Regions from separate parts of the Gossypium hirsutum genome. Here region 2 is linked to region 1. Evidence: chromatin contacts called from public Hi-C data. All regions are on one chromosome and are shown on one strand. Each heading gives the region's core, a stretch centred on a gene start, on an enhancer-like site or on the middle of the called end of the contact. The rest is flanking DNA. Distances are from core to core; before and after follow the strand shown. Region 1 holds the start of LOC107962429 (serine/threonine-protein phosphatase 2A activator). Region 2 holds the start of LOC121230347 (multifunctional methyltransferase subunit TRM112 homolog A).

Evidence for each region. Hi-C and Micro-C count contacts between places; a contact is called where the count stands out from the background.
Region 2: a Hi-C map of leaf shows a contact between it and region 1, with 2.2 times the contacts expected there. The contact joins the promoter of LOC121230347 here to the promoter of LOC107962429 in region 1. A contact is called at or near these places in 2 of 34 Hi-C or Micro-C datasets (both in leaf).

Annotation. Positions count from the first base shown.
Region 1 is chrA06:4,576,246-4,579,996 of Gossypium_hirsutum_v2.1, reverse strand. It overlaps LOC107962429 (serine/threonine-protein phosphatase 2A activator), which reads left to right and starts at 2,465. Exons shown (of 2, transcript XM_016898818.2): 1 at 2,465-3,741. The coding sequence starts at 2,573.
Region 2 is chrA06:4,743,603-4,747,922 of Gossypium_hirsutum_v2.1, reverse strand. It overlaps LOC121230347 (multifunctional methyltransferase subunit TRM112 homolog A), which reads right to left and starts at 2,118. Exons shown (of 1, transcript XM_041114954.1): 1 at 1,303-2,118. The coding sequence starts at 1,894. The coding sequence ends at 1,520. It overlaps LOC121230348 (a long non-coding RNA gene), which reads left to right and starts at 41. Exons shown (of 2, transcript XR_005928281.1): 1 at 41-290; 2 at 668-925.

The DNA of each region.
Region 1 (3,751 bases), core at 1,216-3,715:
AGGGTAGGCCACGTAGGGCCTAGCTGCACCTGTAGAGCTGCCCACTATCCAGGGAGAAAACATGATCCCTAAGGAGGACTATGTTGAGAATTCTACCACCAATGGTGGTGAAAGCTATGAGAATGACGATGATGTCGTGATGTCAGCAATGCTGAGATTGTTGAAAATGGTTGCTAGAGCCTAAACTGGATCAAGAAGTCATAGGTCTATTGCGGAAAGACTCCGATCAAATGGGGTATAAACGTTCAAGGGTATTGCTGGAACGACTCCCACTATGGTTGAATACTAGATGGAGTCGACTGAGAAGATTTTAGAGGACTTAGAATGTATTTCGGAGCAAAAATTGAAGGGCACTATGTCTTTCTCAAAGAAAATGTCTATTGTTGGTGGCAGACTGTTGTAAGCGGTACACAAGCTAATCGGATAAACTTGGAGTACTTTCAAAAGGCCTTTCAAAAGAAGTACCTGGGCACTAGATATGTGGTGACCCGCAGGCTCGAGTTTATTGAGCTAAAACAATGAGACAAGTCTAAGGCAGGATATGAGGTTGAATGTTAAGGCTCATTTCTTGATGATTTTATTAATTCTAACCCTATGTATTTTGGGGTGTTACAAGTAATTGGACACATCTTTACTTCAGTGCTTAGCATGTATCTTTTTGTTAGCCCTGCTGTCTGATCTTTTTCAGAGTCATGTTGAGGCTTTGGTTGTAAGATTAATTGATTATTTTGGGCTTGAGGCGTTACTTTTAACCGATATAACAATTTATCTCCCTTAAGATTGAAGCAAGTTATAAAGTGACCTAATGGCAGGTTAGAACAATATGTCCCTTTTCTCTATTCTCTTCATTTCTTGCCTCTTATTTCCTTTTCATCCTCACTTAAATCTTAGCCCTTTTCCTTTCTCTTTTATTTCTTTCCTTTATTTTTTTATCTCATCCCTTTATTTTTTTTTCTTTAAAAAATTAAGTTTTTTTTTTCCAACATAAGTAGCTCAAAGGATGTTTATGGTCACTCAACACCATCGACCTTTACTTGGTAGGGTCCATTTTTCTTTTCTCTCTCTTGTGAGAGTACAACTGTCTAGAGTCTTCTATGACTCTTTGTCTTTACGTTCTAGTGGTACCCAACAAATTTCTTAGAATTTGATGAGTAAACAATGTATGTATGTGAGCTTGAAGTTTATTTTTGGCAAGTTTTTTGCATATTGAACTTTCAATATAGTGCAGCTTTAGTATTCTGGTCATAAGTTAAGTTACAGACCTCCGTTTGAAGCCTATAATATATCAATTCGAAGAGAATTGAAGTATCTAACTAACTTTATTTATGAATTAAACCCAAAAATGGTCAAGAAGTTCGGCATGAAAATGATTAAAAAGCCTAGAAAAATTTTACTTTATGTAATTAATAGCACTTTTGTATTTTCTCCATTATATTTTTTTCACAATAAATAGATACTATTAAGTTAAGACTTGGCGGTGTACGGAGATATAGCCACTTTTAGTTTTATTTTTTAAAGGGTTTTTAAAAAGTTTTGATTCTAAAAAGTTTGTGAGATTAAATTGTCCTTAATCTTTCACTACTGTTTAGTATTTGAATGTTTCCAGATTTGTTAAATATTCGACCAATATTTGATAACTTAGAACAATTGCTTTGTCAATTAAAGATTTAGTCAATTGATTGATTTCTAATATTTGTGACAAGCTACATCCTTGTTTGTGTAGTACAGGCCTGCGATCTAACTTAAATGAACCCTAATTGTGTGTTTGTTGGTTAGAATGGAGTCTTTTTCACCCTTAATGCTATTGATAAATTAAATTGTAAGTGATCGTTATAGGATTAATTTGTCAACAAGGGAAGTAATTAATGGTGATTGCCTTGGTTATCGAGAAGATAAGAAGAGATTAGGTTGCTAGGCAATCATCGATAACTATAATCAATTTGTTAAAGAACATTGAAACTTATCTTTGTACCAATGATTAAACAAATGAATCAAACAGAGATTTTACTTTAAGAGGAAGCTTCATCAGATTGATTTTTCTCTCAACTTTTAATCATCGTTTTCTTTAAAAAAATTTAATTTAGTTTTCTTCAAAATCTTGGTTTTAATTTTTAGTTTAACGAAATCTCCTTTTTATTTAGTTTTTCTTTTTTGTTTTATTTGAAGGAATAAAATTACTATCATCCTTCGTGGGTTCTTCCATACTCATCATTAACAGCAAAATTTCGTAGATTTTATTTTTGTTGGTCTCAACAGTCAACAGCCTCTCCTTCCTATTAACTAGGCTTGAAATCTTCCAAATTAGCACTCATAATCATGGATGATTTTACCTACGAAGCCCAATTAAATATCCAACACTTGATTTTTGGGCTCAGAAAATAATAAATGGTTCCATTGTCAAAGCCCAACACTCCACCTAAAAGAGCCCAATATGTCTACATCATCCACGCGCCTCTGCTCTAGAAAACTCGCCATCGCCACGCAAGCAATACATTTTCATTTCGAAACAAAGATTTGTGTACCCCCAAAGGCGTAATTATCTGACGATCATCGCACAGTTTTCTCCGCCGCAATGGAACCACCGCCACCGCAATCCCCTCGAGACGAACACCCTCACACTCACTCTCATTCATCCACCTCCATCCCCACCACTGGTACTTGCTGCAAGTGCGGTGGTGCCACGACCCACGCCCCACCGTCCCAATCGCCAACTTCCTGGCCTGACCTTTCCTCTCCCCCTGCATACCGACCGATTCGAGCCCCCGCTTTAAACCTCCCTCCAAACAACACCCAAGCCATAATCCTAACTCCTGTCCCTCAATCCCAAGAAGTCCCCACCATTACTCCTCCTTTCCATTTCCAAATCCCATCCAAAAAAATCACTTCCCCTGATGATATCCGCAAATTCCACGACTCCCCTACTTCTAAAAACTTCCTGGGTTTCATCGTCGCCTTGTCGGAATCTATCCGCGGCCGTAAAATCTCCGATCCCTGCCATGAATCTGCCACCGTGTCCAATATCGTCTTTATCATCGAAAACCTGAGTCTCTGGGTCGATCAGATCCCACCCGTTCAACAATCCTCTCGTTACGGTAACATCTCTTATCGAACCTGGCACGAACGCTTAACCGAAAACGCGAAATCCTTCATGCTACAGTTCCTCCCCGAGGATCTCAAATCCTCCACTATTGAAATCGTCCCTTACTTCACTGACAGCTTTGGGAACTCAAGCCGAATCGATTATGGAACGGGACACGAAACCAATTTCGCAGCCTGGTTATACTGCTTAGCCAGAATGGGAATAATCAAGGAAGAAGATTACCAAGCAGTGGTGGCTAGGGTTTTTGTCAAATATTTAGACTTAATGAGGAAGCTTCAGCTTGTTTATTGCTTGGAGCCGGCGGGGTCTCACGGGGTATGGGGTTTAGATGATTATCATTTCTTGCCATTTATATTTGGGAGTTCGCAGTTGATTGATCATAAGTATATGAAGCCGAAATCGATACACAATGAGGATATTTTGGATAACTTTTCGAGTGAGTATATGTATCTTTCGTGTATTGGGTTTATAAAGAAGGTGAAAAAGGGTCCGTTTGCAGAGCATTCGCCACTGTTGGATGATATCAGTGCAGTGCCTAATTGGAAGAAGGTGAATAGTGGGATGCTTAAAATGTATAAAGCTGAGGTGCTCGAAAAGGTTCCTATTATGCAGCACTTCCTCTTTGGCTGGCTCATTAAGTGGTAAGTTTTT
Region 2 (4,320 bases), core at 869-3,368, 170 kb before region 1:
CTCCAATGAAAACACGCGGATCCTGAAGTTGGAGCAGGTCGGGTCGCGGGTCGGCCATGGGTTAAGGCTCAAAACGACGTCGTTTTGGTGCTTAAAAGGCCTGCCCAAAACGACGTTGTTTTGGAGGTCTATTTAAGGCCAAATTTTTTTTTTAAAAAAATCACTTTCTCATCTTTTTTTTAAAAAAAACTCAGCTTTCACTTTTTTTTTCTCTGCAGGTACATGCTCCGGCGAGGACTCCGGCCAGTCACAGCCGGCCACCGCACACGGTGGCAGGAAAATCGAAAAAGGTAAATTTTTTTATTATTTTTTGTGCTTTTTTTTGTATTATATTTTTTTTATGTATTTATAATATAAATATGCATGCAAATCAATAGATAAAAATAAAATGATAAAATAAAAGAAAACACAATCACTTTAGGTATTTGCTTCTTGATTTTTCGATTTCTGATATTGGATTTTATTCGATGCAATTCTCTCGCTTTGATATTATTGGAATCACTATATTTTTTGCTCCTGTTTTCTTGAATCTTTTTTTTTTTTTTTTTGAATCTCTTTTTTATTTTTTTTTTGTCCAGAGAGAAAAATACATAACATTGCAAGGCTTATATAGCCATTTACAAAGTAGTTTTTAATTGGCTTGACATTTTTGCCTTTAAATTTGCAGGCGCAAGTGGGCGGTGGCCAGCGGCGGTATGGGCGATGGGACAGGGTAGTTAGCCGACAGTCAAGCATAGGGACGGTGGCTAGGTTTTTTAGTCTTCTTCTCTTATTTTTTTCTAATTGCTATGGGCTAGTGTTAAAGGGTTTTGGGCTGTTGGTTTTTTAAATATTGGGCTTTTTAGCCCGGGTATAATTTGGGCTATGCAAATATTTTATTTAAAAACTATTTTATTAAATTTGAAAGATCTATCACTTCAAAATTGATAGATTATCTCGTCAACATTTATAAATTTCCATTTTAAAATTAGAATTTACCATTTTATCTTAATTCAATTCATATTTATCATTGTATTTTTTAAATAAAATAACTTTCTTATTATACTAATTTTACATTCAACTACTTCTCTTGCCTAATGAAAGCTTTTTCAATATATATATATTTAATAACAATTATAATAAATTATAATTCAATTCAATATTCACTAGCATAATTGTGCTTTAACCCTTTTATATTTTCATTTAAAAATAACTAAAAAAAATTGTAAATTTCATCACTGTCGATAACAATTTAATATAAAAATAATTAATATTTTTAATTATATTTAATAATTTAAATGAAATGATTTACACTAATCATAATAAATTAAAATTGCATTATTATTATTTCGATCAGAAGCTTTTCTATGAATACTGATAAATGCATCGCAACTTTGATTCATTAAAATGCATTATTTAATAAATTAAAATCAGTGACATGATAATTAAAACAACACAAACAAAAAGAAAATGAAAGACTATAAACCCTAATTAAAAACCGGTGAGGCCCAGTGGCGCAGCCGTATCAACCACCATTCCCTTAAACCTCATCTTCATGCAGAAGCATATTGGGGATTCCCTTATTAACCGGAAACTTCCTGCCAGTCTCGGGACAAACAAGAGCACCTTCCTCAAGATGAAGCTCCAAAAGGGCATGGTGGAACTTCGTCAAGAAGTCCAGGTCCGACTCTAGCACCGACGGATCAGGTGCCTGCTCAGGAAGCTCGACGTAGCCCATAGTTCTGGCAGCATCGGAAAACGCTTTCCAATCGATCTTGGGAAATATATTCCTGAGGAAATCGTGGTTGATTTCGACTTGCTTCTCCACCACTTTCTCCACTTCAATCTTGAGAGGGAAGCCCTTGGTTACCCCCTTGATGTTTGACGACAACATGTTGTGAGTTAGCAACCTCATCTCTTTCCTCTGTTTTCCCTTTGCTTTCTTCGTTTCGGGCTTTGCCGTTATATTAAGCACAAAAAGCACTAGGCTGGTTTATGCTTAGCTTGTTCCTTGGGGATTTTGTAAAGTTCCTTGTCTCTTGTGATGGGTTTTGTATCGTTTAAAGGACGAATCTATCCTCCTTGTGTGGTCAATTTTTGGGGGTAATATAGTAAATTGTTGGCCCAATTTTGATTTGGGCTTTGTTAGCCCAACCTTAGAAATTAGGCATAGCTCAAGATATACCATTTTTTGGTATTAAATTAAATAGAAATATTATTAAATCTACAATTGGGCCTAACTCAAGTGATGGAAAGGGTTCAGGGATGAAGCCACGTAAGAAAGGACTAAACTTCTTTAGCTAGATGGGCAAATTTCGTTTTAGTCCCCTTACTCTCATTGGCTGGGGTAGGCCATATACCCTGCCCAGAAACAGACATTATTGACCACCAAAGTTCCATTTCCATTATGTTTTTCCCAAGTTAATTTCCTATACACCATGCAATGAAATATTATGGTACTCAATGAGTTAAAAGAATAAAAAAAGAAATGGTGACCGAAGGCTTTTTTAAAGAAAAATAAATTGATTTCTATTTAATTGCCAGGCAAATCAATGTGTGTTTTTTCAAGTGTACCACACCACCTATTTATACATAAACTATATGCTAATTTTAGGTTCGTTCTACCTACCACTAACTACATAAATTAATTTCAGATTTCTTTTCTAATTTTGGCTTTTACAATGTCAAAATCTGATCAGTCCTTCAAATGTCCCAAATTTATGATTCGGTCCCTGTTCTATTTCCCATGCTTTAATTTAACCCTTTCTTTGCTTGTCTTTAATTTAAAACACCCGAATTTCATCCCCGTCAATATTTAAACACAAAATTCACCAATTACCAGGAACTAATTTAAGAACAAATCGAGTTAAGCATGAAAAATATGCAAAATGAACAAGCTATCACATTCTCTATTATATTTCTCTTCTTTTGAAATTTTTGATTTTTGTACTTAACAAAATAAATTTCTTTTCTCTTTGGTGTTAAATAGTTTATTTGTTTTTGGTTATAACGACTTAACAATAAAAAGTAATAATTTTTTTTATATATTTTCAATAATTTTGCTTTTAGGCTCTGGTTGTTTATATTTTCTAACGATAGTCTTTAAATGTGGTTAGACTATGTTGCATCTTTTTAATTCCAATGTTTAGCATATTCTCGGTTATATGATCTAGTCTAATTTTTATTTTTGGTTTGCAATAGCTTATTAGCTCGACTTTCCTGCCTTACAAAGACAAAATGGTAGCTTTGGAGATGTACAGATATCTAGCTGAGCATCATGATGATTGGATCTTATGTTGTCATCGTCTTTATAAAAATTAGCTCGACTTTCCTGCCTTATAAAGACAAAAGGGCAGCTTTGGAGATGTATAAATATCTAGCTGAGCATCATAATGATTGAATCTTATGTTATCACAGCCCAAGGATTTTTGTAGTATGCCACCCAATTATGTAGTACACATTCAAGACAAGATTAAAAAAAAGCCCCATTCAAATAATAGAATGAATTCATATGAGAAGAAACTCTAGTTTAAAAATTTTTTATCGAATATGGAAAATGCTAATTTAAAAGTAAATAGCCAGGCTGCATTATACCCTTAAGTCTTGAATTCACTTTTAAAGTATCTCAAAAGTTTGAATTCCCAGTTATTTAAAGGTTCTTCAACTTTATTAGAGTTAACAATTTTTTTTAAAGCTTGAACTTCTTTTTTTTTACAAGATATTCTGCTTTAGTAGTATTAGCATAAGATTGCAGCAATCTTGCTTTGAACTAGTATGAATGTCCGTAAGGATCTCCTATGCTATTGTATTGGTAAACGGCAACACAGGATATAAGATTATTCTGCTTTAGTAGTATTAGCATAAGATTGCAACAATCTTGCTTTGAACTGGTATGAATGTCCGTAAGGATCTCCTATGCTAATGTATTGGTAAACTGCAACACAGGATATAATACATGGAGATACCATTAGACCAAATGTAAACCCACATATGTATTTATTGAAAGTCCTAACAAATTGGCAACTATTGGAACACGCCATATAGGCCACTATTGCAATAGTAATGACAGCAATGGCAGAAGAAGCAGTGGCATAAACTTTTCTATACTGTAGTCAATATAGAAGAAAATCACAGCCAAAGGATTTCTGTAGTATGCAATCCCAATTATATAGTACACATTCAAGACAAGATTAAAAATAAAAAAAAGCTCTATCCAAATGATAGAATGAATTCATATAAGAAGAAGCTCTAGTTTAAAATTTCTTTATCGAATATAGAAAATCAATAATTTAAAAGTAAATAGCCAGGCTGCATTATACCTTAAGTTTTGAATTCACTGTT